2 separate regions of the Zea mays genome follow, and region 1 is linked to region 2. A link is a contact called in public Hi-C data. All regions are on one chromosome and are shown on one strand. The core of a region is the stretch at or near the end of the contact, and the rest is flanking DNA. Distances in the headings are between cores, read along the strand shown. Region 1 holds the start of LOC100275981. Region 2 holds the start of LOC100280943 (50S ribosomal protein L4-like).

What was found. Hi-C and Micro-C count contacts between places; a contact is called where the count stands out from the background.
Region 1: a contact with region 2 is called in a Hi-C map of leaf, with 2.8 times the contacts expected there. The contact joins the promoter of LOC100275981 here to the promoter of LOC100280943 in region 2. A contact is called at or near these places in 3 of 25 Hi-C or Micro-C datasets (leaf and tassel).

The regions. Positions count from the first base shown.
Region 1 is chr1:296,817,249-296,822,852 of Zm-B73-REFERENCE-NAM-5.0, reverse strand. It overlaps LOC100275981, which reads right to left and starts at 4,258. Exons shown (of 5, transcript NR_175401.1): 1 at 4,099-4,258; 2 at 3,883-3,999; 3 at 3,624-3,728; 4 at 3,425-3,509; 5 at 2,247-2,743.
Region 2 is chr1:296,579,299-296,584,625 of Zm-B73-REFERENCE-NAM-5.0, reverse strand. It overlaps LOC100280943 (50S ribosomal protein L4-like), which reads left to right and starts at 3,596. Exons shown (of 7, transcript NM_001374362.1): 1 at 3,596-3,763; 2 at 4,957-5,074. The coding sequence starts at 3,653. It overlaps LOC103644200 (Histidine kinase- DNA gyrase B- and HSP90-like ATPase family protein), which reads left to right. Exons shown (of 13, transcript XM_008667397.3): 13 at 1-311.

The DNA.
Region 1 (5,604 bases), core at 3,009-5,508, 240 kb before region 2:
TAACTTGTATCTGTTGCCCCTGCCCCATATACTATACGTACACATGTGTGTTCGGTCACTGTGGCATGGTTGCTGATCGGACGACTGTGGAACACCGGGACGCGAGCTGTGCAGTTGTGACTGGCCGCCGCATCCGGTCGTCGTCCCTGCGCGCGCGCACGTACGTACGCCCTAGATGAGCTAGCACGCCATCATGATTACCTCGGTTGGTTGGTCACGGCCGGGCCGGGCCGGGCTCACAGTCACGGATTGTTCATGGGAGGACGGAGGAATAGTTGGGACGAGGGGTCGCTTGTTTTTGTTTCTAGCTCTTGGCTTCACTTGGTTCTTCGGCGGTGTCGCGTTTGCATGCATGGGACGACGAACGAACCTGGACAGCAACCGGCCAGGGTCGTCGGCGTCCTGCTCGTGCATGCATCCAGTCTCGCCGTGACTGTTCCCGTGTCCCGGAACGCGGAACGCCCGGAGTAGCTAGGCCTAGCGTACTGCAGCACACACGGGCGGCGCAGGCACTTGTGCACTGCAGGCTTCTCGCCGCCGCTAGCTGTAGCCGCTGCCGGTGGACACTGTAAAAGAGTTGTGTCCCATTGCTAGCTGCAATAAATCAAATCATCTATCCATGTAGTTTTACGATATATATGGTTAGCAATAATCACAGTAGTAGTAGTTGTTGCTGCAGCGTCATTGAAGACGACGTCCGCCCCGGCCCCGGCCCCGGCCCAGTACTCTCCCATCCGCCCCGTCCGGCCAGGATTGATTGGCAGCTGGTGGTGCAGGTGCAGCTAGCAGCTAGCAGCTCCTGGGTTTCAGGAGGCATATGCATCATGTACGTACGGACTCGCTAATAGTAATAGTACACTACTACTAGTACAGTAGCATCCACACCTCGTGCAGTGGCGGATATGGCAGCACGACCAACAGTACTACAGGCTACTTGACTCCGTCCGCGCTGCTACTTTCTGGTTTGGCTTTGCTATGATACACAGGCCATGCCTTCGATCACCATCCATCCATGCATGGACCATGATCGACCCGGTGCACCGAGTTCTTGGGTGTCGTTTGATCTCATCTTTCGATCGCCCAGCTCTGCAACTAGCACACACGTCTTCTCTTCCCTTCTACTTCTCTATCTATACCGGTAGCAGCTTGCATTGGTTGCTTTCGGGATGCTCTGGACGGACGGATACACCATCACGTCGCCGCTCATAAATGACTCGCGATCGATCGATCGATCGACACACGTTTCCTTCGTGCTCCTCTCGACATCACCTACACAGATGTCGTGGACGATCGACAGCGGGGGCCGCCGGGGGAGAGGAGACGTACGTTTCAGTGCGTCTCTCAGCAAGTCTTGGCAAACCACACGTACGTACAGATACAGGTGCTGATGATGAGAGCTACTACACTCTATCTCTATTGGAATTTGGAAGAGGTGGTTTACGTGACGATGTTTCCGCGCACGCCATCAGGAAGTGATCTCTCTCTCTCTCTCTCTCTCTCTCTCTCTCTCTCTCTCTCTCTCTCTCTCTCTCTTGACAGGCGCCCAACGGTCCATGTTAACTGTGATTGACTGGCACCCCACAATCGATCACGATCACATTCACATTCCCACGACACGCCGTCCACCTCAAAGCCGTTAGCAAAGTAACCAGCGTCTGTATTGTGTGGCCGGGATGGTTTCCACGCCGACGCAGGCGGGGGCAGCGGGTGATGGGGGGGCGTCGCTGTACTGGGCGGTTCGCGGTTGGCGCGCGAGCCGCGCCTCGTGCTCGTGGGGATCACTCGGCCTGTGCCTGCCTTCCTGGCGCCGGACTGCCCTCATGTCGGAGTCAGGCGAAGCCCGCGCCGGGCGCCGGTACGTGTTCTTTTCTCCTTCACTGCGCGCCTTCATGCCACCGGTTCTCGGCAACAGGCCCCGGCTGTCCGATCCCCCCACATCTTCCCTGGGACACGAGAAGAAGGGTATAGAAGACCGGAGGTTGCCATCGGCGCATTCAAGAGGCTCAGCAGAACCAATTCTTGCTCCACGGCTTCCGGCCACGGTGCCCTGGTAGAGTAGAGTAGAGTACTGATAGCGACGCCATATCTCGTGGATCTCGCGTAACGGTTTCCTCCAGATGCGGTTCGGCCGGCATGGGTTTCGTTTCATCGGAGATCGGAGCCAGCGCCTGCAACTGCAGGTGTCGTGGCCTCGTGTGTGTGTTGGGGGGGGGGGGGGGGGGGGGGAGCTGAGGGGGGATTTGCCGGTCCAAAGAGGCAAAGATGGAGACAAATTTTACAGCTCGGTCGCACGTGCAACTGACGGTGCCTTGCCTTGCCTATTATTATTATCACGGCACCTGAAACATGTGGAACCTAAAACAAACTAGGCCTCTCTCCCGACCGTTCCGTATCAAAAATATATATACCAACAGAGACTGAGGGTCCAGCACTTGCGCTCCGTGACTCCGTCGATACAGGACTGACGTGGACACGCGTACAGCACCGAACTCCAATGGTACAACAACCAAGCTTGAAACGTCAGGAATGGAGAAGATCGCTACAGTTGCCTGCATTGCATCATCTCTCGCGAGTCATGACATCTTAGCGGCATCACTTTCGCTCAGCTCCGTGCCTTCGCAGCTCAGAAGCTTGTGCAGCGGGAGAACGAGTGGTGCCAGTGCCGCCAGCACGATGCAGAGCAGCGCTGCAATCCCAGCCCACCAGGCAAAGTGTGGAATCCCGAGCATAAGCTCATCGCAAACTGCACGAAAAAAAAACAGATATCACCTGTCAGTGACATGATCGAGTGTGCCTCTTAGGCCGTTGCATCATAAATGCCTGGTAGAGCAGGGCAGGGCAGGGCAGGCGATAGAAGCTGGAGTAATATTTAACAGCTCCAGGTCCACAAGGATTAGACGCTTATTAGTGTTTGTTACACGGGAACAGTAAGAAACTCATGGCAAATGCATTGGAATACCCAAAACCCAACCATTCACTCACAAAGTATCCATTAGTAGGACCAATGACGGCATCCACAAAAAAAAAAGGCATTTGCATCAATGAATCAAGGAAGTCCAGAGTAAAATGCGTAGGAATTGTTAGTCAGTACTGTAGGATTAGGCTGAAGCTCAGCTTCTCAAACTGCATCAAGCGGTCAAGCCTATTAGGATTCCATGCGATCTTTCCAAAGCTGCCAGTTCCTAGATGAGCTGTGTATAGTAACAACCAATGAGTGTTGATGAACCAAGTTCGGAAACGCATGATGCTTGACGCTGCTCAACGGGCTGGTTCATCCCATGGTTTTGCACAGGAATGCCAAGAGCTTCACACAGCTCATACATAGACTTGGTAAAGTTTGTAACATGTTTGGCTAGTCTGATCTCTGATATCATAAAGGAGGACCGGAATGGATTAGAGAGAGAGAGAGAGACTACTACCGTACCAATGTTAAAAAGCGCAAGCTCCCTCTCTGGCACGTTTGGCTTCGCCACCACGCCCTCAGGTTCCACAGTGACAAGAACATAAACCTGAAACAGATCAATCACATAAAGCTGTTGCCTAACCGAGGAAAGGAATGCCATTAAGATTCCGCAGGCGACGGACAAATTCAGCTCAATGTCTGATCGGCATTCAACACTAACCGGGCTGCTGCTCTCAGCCTTGAAAATTATCTTCTCCGTGTTGAGCAGCCTCCTGTTCTTGCTGCCCCAGTCGTCCACAAGCCGAATGGAAAAGCTCGACGGTATCTACAGACAGACACAGGCACCGCCGTCAGAGACACGACGAGCATGCTGCGACGGTGAAACTAACTACAACCCCTGCACGGGAATTCGATGTTGTCATCACGGGAAGAAGGGCACTGATCGTACGGAGGCCGGGTAGGAGATCTTGACTTCGTACCACGCGGACGGGCGCAGCCCGTGGATCCTGTAGACCCGGCGGCCGTGGCGCAGCGGCATGGTCTCGGCCACGAGCTCCTCGCCGACGCTAAGCGCCCTCGCCGATTCGTCCCCCGCGCTGCACGGGGCTGTCGCCTGTCAGGAGGGAGCGGGAGCGGGAGTGGGGGGACAGGGAGGCCGGAGCGGATCAAGGCGGGGGAGGGGTGAGGAGGCGTACCTGCGCGCCGTGGAGGGGAGCAGCAGCAGGAGCGCCGGGACGAGGAAGAGCACGAGACGGGCGCGGCATAGCGACGCGAGCGGCCGCGGCGGAGACGGCATGTCCGGTGATGGTACGGTGCGACGACGGCCGTCGCAGATGAGCCGAAGAACGGCGAGATGCGTCGGGAGTGGAGGAGAGGTGGTCTTTGGAGGCTAGATGGGCCTTCAAAGTTCTTACGGGCCGGGCTGTTGATGGGTTACCGGCACCGGTTGTGGTTGGTGGGCCTATGCCTCTAACAATTTGTTAGGCCGTTTGGGCAGAATCTACTTGGACAAATTCTAGTATACCAAATCCAAGAAGCAGTGCAGCTAGTCTCTGTGTCTGTCACTCCGACAGGGGAGGGGAGTCTTGGGGTCGTTTCGTTTCCTCTCTTCTGGGCTGGCCACTCTCCACCGCAGTGTGCAGCGCAAGTTGCGCGTCTCTTTTTGCAGCCAAAAGAGGAAAGAAGAATAAAAAGGTCGTCGCTTCCTTTCCGGCGGTGCTGCCCCCGTAGGCGGCCACCGAGAGACACATAATGGGCTTTCGGCCGGCCGCGTTTGAATGTTTTTTTTTTGCTTTGCCGCAAAGGGATGCTTGGCTAGCAACTTGGCATGTCCCATGATCACAACGCACGCAATGCGACCACGAGACGCCGAGAGTAGTGAGTGGTACCAGATATTGAAGCAGCTCGTGTACGAAGAGAGTGGCGCAGTGCAGTAACGCTACACATTATTTTTCTCAGCTGGAACCTGTAGCAAAGCATCAGCCGAGTGCCCAAGTCGCCTCGTCCCCCCACGTTTCCGTTTCGTGCACGGCGCGCGCTCGGAGTCGGGGGCTCGGGGCTACGGACACGCAGGTTAGTGTTAGTTCCCTCCGATTGCAATTGCCGTGCTGCCTCCCCACCCCCACGGCCCCACCCCGACCTCCACGGCTCTGGACTGGCATCCACTTGGACTGGGAGTCGGGGACTGCAGCCGGACGAGGACGATTGATGGACTCAGCTGGTCCGGACAAATTGACCAATCGCCGTCGTTGCTCGTTGCAAGCCCTGGGCAGTTGGACAAATTTCAAGCCAGCTTGCTGATGAGCTTGATGGTGTCAGCCTCCGTCCGATGATTTTGAGAGCCTTGTAGTGTACACCTTTTTATGATATATATAAATATAAATAATATGTTAATTTTATCTGCAAAAACATAAACAAATACATTGATATATATTTAATTTCACATGTCTGATAATTATCGAGAAATAAAGTCGACCAAAATAACAATATAAAGAATTCTCATTTTTCCAACGAAAAATAATGAACTAATTTCTCTTAGGAAAATATGAATCTCTTGGTAGAATGGGGTTGCCAAACTAGCACTTATATATCTTAGAGGTAATATGATTACTTAATGAAGAATAGAACTCCATCACATCCATTTCTTATAAAAAGATACTTCTTTGTAACATCTAAGACTTAATCAGAAAAGCAAGTAATTA
Region 2 (5,327 bases), core at 2,347-4,846:
TACGGCATGAGTGCAAGACAACATACAGTTGAGCCGCTCTATAGTAGGCTCCTCTTTCTATTATTCTAACTCGGGTAATCTTCTCCAATGGCGGCTCTCTACCATGTCTCTTGTTACATACAACTTACGCTCTGCCTTTGTAACCCATTCTGGTATTTTGTTGCATAATGTATGTGATTTTGTCATTAGATTTGTTTTTCAATTTCTGCCCTAGACATCGTCCCATAGGTTGATTGTGTAACTAAACATGAAACTGTACATAAATGGATGGAATTTGATTTTACCATGTACATGAAATTTGATTTTGCGTGCGGCGGCTGCCTGGTCTGTGCGTTCTGGTCTCTGTGCGCAGGGCGCGGCATCTGCCCGGCAGCCTGCTCGCCGGCTGCTCGGTGAGAAAATTGGCTAGTTGGGTACTGGTTTTTTTTTTCAATTGATAAAAAAACAGGATCTGATGGAGCCTTTTCATTTTTGTTTTACTTTCCGTCTCTTTTATCAGCAGTTGAAAGGCGATCACTTATTCTCAATTTGGTGGAATCTCCTTTATCAGTAATTGATAGTTGAAAGGTGGTGACTTGTTTTCAATGTGGTGGAGATGCTTTAATGAGTAAAATGACCAAACTAGTAGAGAAGTTATCAATTCCGGCTGGTGCTGAGTACAGTAACCTGGCCGCTGAAAAGTTCAGTAGTGCATAGCCGAAACCCTTTTAGTACTGCAAGTCATGTACTAATTTTTTTTATTTATTTATCGCTGTTTAGTTTAAAAATAAATTAACGGTCAAATATTCGACAACAAAGGTATTACTAATAGTAGACAAGTGCTAAGCTAATACCGTCCATTGTCCCATAGCTGCACCGCCACGCTTTGCCCAACAATTTCCCAGATGCATCAATTTCGCAAGAAAAGGCAGAGGAAAAAAAATCGATAAGGTCAGGTCGTTCGGTACGTCTTGGATAGCTTCAGCTCCTTGTGACAAACACGGTAACGGAACGCTACGGATTTCCAGTTTTGCAGGTAGAGACTGAACTACTCCCTCCGTTTCATATTAGGCTTAACCGCTTAGGGCTTGTTCGTTTTGCTCTCAATCCATGTGGATTGAGTGGGATTGGATGGGTTTCAATCCCAAACAAGTCAAAATCGTTCACAATTTTTTCCAATCCCATCCAATCCACGTGGGATAGGAATAACCGAACAAGCCCTTAAGCGGAGGATCCATCCATCTCCATCATGATGGAAGCTGGTTGGGCAGGGCAGCAAAGACGATAACCGTCGGGTTGAGGCCACCGACGGCGTAGAAGTGTCCATTTGGTTAAGCAAGCGTTGTACTCTAGAGTCTAGAGGACGCAACACCATTGACGAGCCGAGCCGAGGACCCTATCCCTATCGATCGACGTCGTCCATGCATGATGACTGCGGCCTTGAGCCCTTGGCAACGACGCGGCCCCAGCTCGCGTCTTCGGGAGTCTGGCTGGCGGGTGACGGCGATAGTACAGTGAACCCATACATCGACGCCTCGTCGGGTTCAAGACCTACTACTTCAGCGGCGCTAGCGCTGCTTCCGATTGTGGTGTGCATCCTTGGCGGCGAGCGCCGACAAGCTAATTTGAGTGTAGGGGTGGAAATTTGGCTCGGCCTCGGTGAGCTTCGTCTCGAACCGAGCCAGCTAGCGAGCCAAAATTAGCCCGAGCCGAGTTGTTTCTTCGGCTCGTCAGAACTGCGAGAACTGAGCTAACAACGTCAAATATACTATTATACTATATTATTATTATTATGTTTTGAACTATTTTATTAAATTTCTTGAATTTGATACGTGATACACTTATATTGTAGTCTAAAAAAATATTATACATAATTTTTTATTTTATATATAATAAAAAATATATAATTTATACTCTAAACATGATTTAGTGTGAGTCTCGCGAGCCGTTACCGAGCCGATTCTCTCAGTCAAGCTGCAACATAACCGAGCCGAGCCTAGCTCGCCTCGTAGCTGCACCAAGCCGCGTCGGGCTCGGCTCAGCTCGTTTCCATCCCTATTTGAGTTTATTGCTGCCGCCGTCTTAAACCTTCCGTCCCTTCCTTGTTCGTAGGGCACAAAACGAACTAAATTTTTGCCATTCTAGCAATGTTCTTGTAAAGCTTTTCCATAGTTGCATTGACAGCAGGTTCTTCGGAACATATATCATGTCCAAGTTTTTCATAATAAAGTTATCTCCAGCAGCTTTTAGGACATGTACAATATAGATACCACGGCACGGTCCTCCAAGTATAAAACACACCTAAGACACAGTTCAGTACAAAAAGACATATCTAAAATCTTACATCTTAATTAATGTTTCAAATTCATCGTATTAAATGGTGACTGATCCATTGTGCACTTGTATACACTGCAGGTTCACACCGTTGTTTTCTGACTTTATACTGCTGTTCAGAGTAGCGCATTGCTGAACAAACTGAACCTCCGAACCTCAAACTGAATTACTCACTTTGCTGAATAAACTGATGAGGATCTAGACAACAGTTTCAGAATGCTACAGTATTTTCAGAGTAGCGCTTGAGATGCAGATATGGTAAAATCAAAGGGGTGAACTAGAGAAGTTGCTTTGGCATGTTGTGGGAAAAGAAATGATGTTACAGTTCACATTCAGGTGCAGAAAATTAAGGTAACGAGAGAGCCCAGAGGTCTGCAGAGGGCAGAGGCTGATGAAAATGCATCAGAGGAGAGTGAAAATGCATTCAGACACAGATAATAATTAAAACCAATAATTAGATGTATCACATAGAGGTTTCAACATAAATGTATCACATAGCTGATAAATTTTGCAATATGAAATATACATATATGATTGATCTAATGTCCATCGTATCGTTGCCATACTTCACTAATCAGAGGATAGTGAAGTGTGTGCCGGCGGGGGAGGGGGTTCGGGAGGGGATGTTGTTGCCAGCAGCAAGGGGAACGTGAATGGGGAATCTCGCGGTGGGGGAGGGCATCTGGAAGAGAGGGGTAACGGCAGTTGGACGTGGAGCCGGAAGGGATGGCGGCGGCGACGGCCGGGTGACGAACGGGAGAACCTGTTTTTTTTTATTCATGGCAAAACGGATGGATGAGACTAGTGATGCAAAAGTGATGACCAAACAGATGAACGGGAGCACCGAATGCCGAAGAGACGACCAGCGTTGTACAACGAAGCGACAACATCGTATCTTTGCCTCGAGCCATGCGCGAGGAACGGTGGCTTCGCCAAGGATCGAGTCTTCGGAAATTTTACAGTTACCTCCCTAGACACGGTATAAGACACGCCGTGTTAAACAACGCTGTACATACCCTTATATTTCATCTTCTACTCCAAACTCTATGGTGTAAACGGTGCTGCAACAACGACGTAACGTAATGGCATAGACCTAGACCGGCAGCTATCGGCCCACCCATCTCGACCGAGCGGTCCTACATGAACATGTGGCGCCGCGGCCCGGGAGCAGGCCGTAGTCTGTGTGGGCTTGAGCGCGTGCTGTTGCTGAAAGGCCCAAGCGAACAAGCAAAAGGGAGGGACAGCCCACGCGGATCGGTGTGCGTGGCTCCGCGCTCCCTTCCGCCGCCAGTCCGCCGGCTCAACTCCAGCCGCCGCGTGCCCCTCCTCTCCCCACCCGATGCGGGCCCTCGCGCGCGCCGCGTCGCTGCTCCGCCGCGCCGCGGGGTCCGCGCCTACTACGGCGTCGCTGTACCATCCGCCGCGGAACGTAGGCCCTTGCCTCGTGAAGGTCTGGACCCCTCCCTCCTTCCCCATGTCCTCGGTGCGGCGTATCGCAAACCCACTCGACTGATTCGACAAAAGGGATTAACAAATCTAGGTGGTTCTAGAATCCAGAGGGATTCGGGTGGGCCGGAGCCGCGACTGTTTGTGGGCAAGTGTTAAGCAGCAGCTGCTCTTGCGTTCGGATGCTTGGTCTCTTGTAGAATGGGAAATGGGCCTGCTTCAGGCTGGAGTTGTGGTTTAGGTGCAGCATTGCTCATCCACTTGCCTGAATCCTGATTCGTAGGAAAAAAAAAGAGTATTCAAGCTTGATTGAAATCTAGTGGTTTAGCAAACATCTGATGATTTCACTCAACTGCAATTATGTTCACTCTTGAGGATTGTGCTAGTTTGCGTATTTACAAGGATCGCTCAATGCCAAGGCTTGTGATGGGAAGCGAAAGTATAGTCCCTTTTCAATCTAAGCACGCGCACACACACAGGTGTCAATTTTGTGTCTGGTGCCTTGCTTGAGAAACATCTAGCACATCCAGCTACGAATTTGCTACATTAGTTGTGGTAATAGGTGGCAATCCTGTTTTTCAGTTGAACATTAATCCAATTGCTTCTTCCATTCATTCCGTTACTTGTGCGGCTAGTCCTGTAAATTTGTCTGTTTACCTCATGCTGCATTCAGTTGCCATTCAACAAGGCCTTCGGGGACAAGATATTTTACATCTGGCTTTATTATCAAACTTTATATCTGAATATATCTTGGATTAGTGGATTACATGTGATGACAGATGCTTTACCTGCCCCCTAAAACTTGCTCTGCTCATTGTCTTTCTGTTCCTGTTTTTCCTTTTGCTTTGCTGAACCCAAACCTGTTTTATTTCGTTCTTGTTAACGGAAATGGCGACAGCCTTGCTTTGAAACATGCGCTGGAAAGCTACAACTATTACATCCTCCAATCTTCTGTAGTTTTTTTCATTAACTTATTTGACAGGAATGCATAAATCATATTTGTCCTGTTAGCATTTTGGGTATCAAGATTTCAACATAGAAGTTTTATTATATTTTTGCCAAGATCTAACTTGTTGCACCCAATCATCTGTTAAGAAATCTTTATCCTTTCTCTGTTTGAAAATGTGTTTTTTGTATATTTGATTGCACGTGAGTTCTGCATTGACCTTTTGTTTTAAATACTTGTTCCATTTCCAGAATCTGCCAGGTTTCTTTTTCAATGGGTATTCTACTCTTTTGGCTCCACCAAATGAAGTGTTGATTCCACCAGAACTCCTTTCTAGCAGGACTGTGTGGACACCAGATCGGGAGCTTGGTGAGTTCTCCCCTATGGACTAATTTCAAATCACCATTTTAGTGGATTTGTCTCAACACTAGTCTTCTGAATTTTCTTTTAACGACAAATGATATATCATATGACTTACCATTTTATCTTTTGCCAGCTAAAGCTTTGGTTACTGTTTCTTATCTAACCAGACCAAAATTCATGAATGAAACTTCACTTCTGCAGTATTGCAATTATTTATGAATAATGTTGATTTTATTTTGAATTAAGAATATGCTGGATT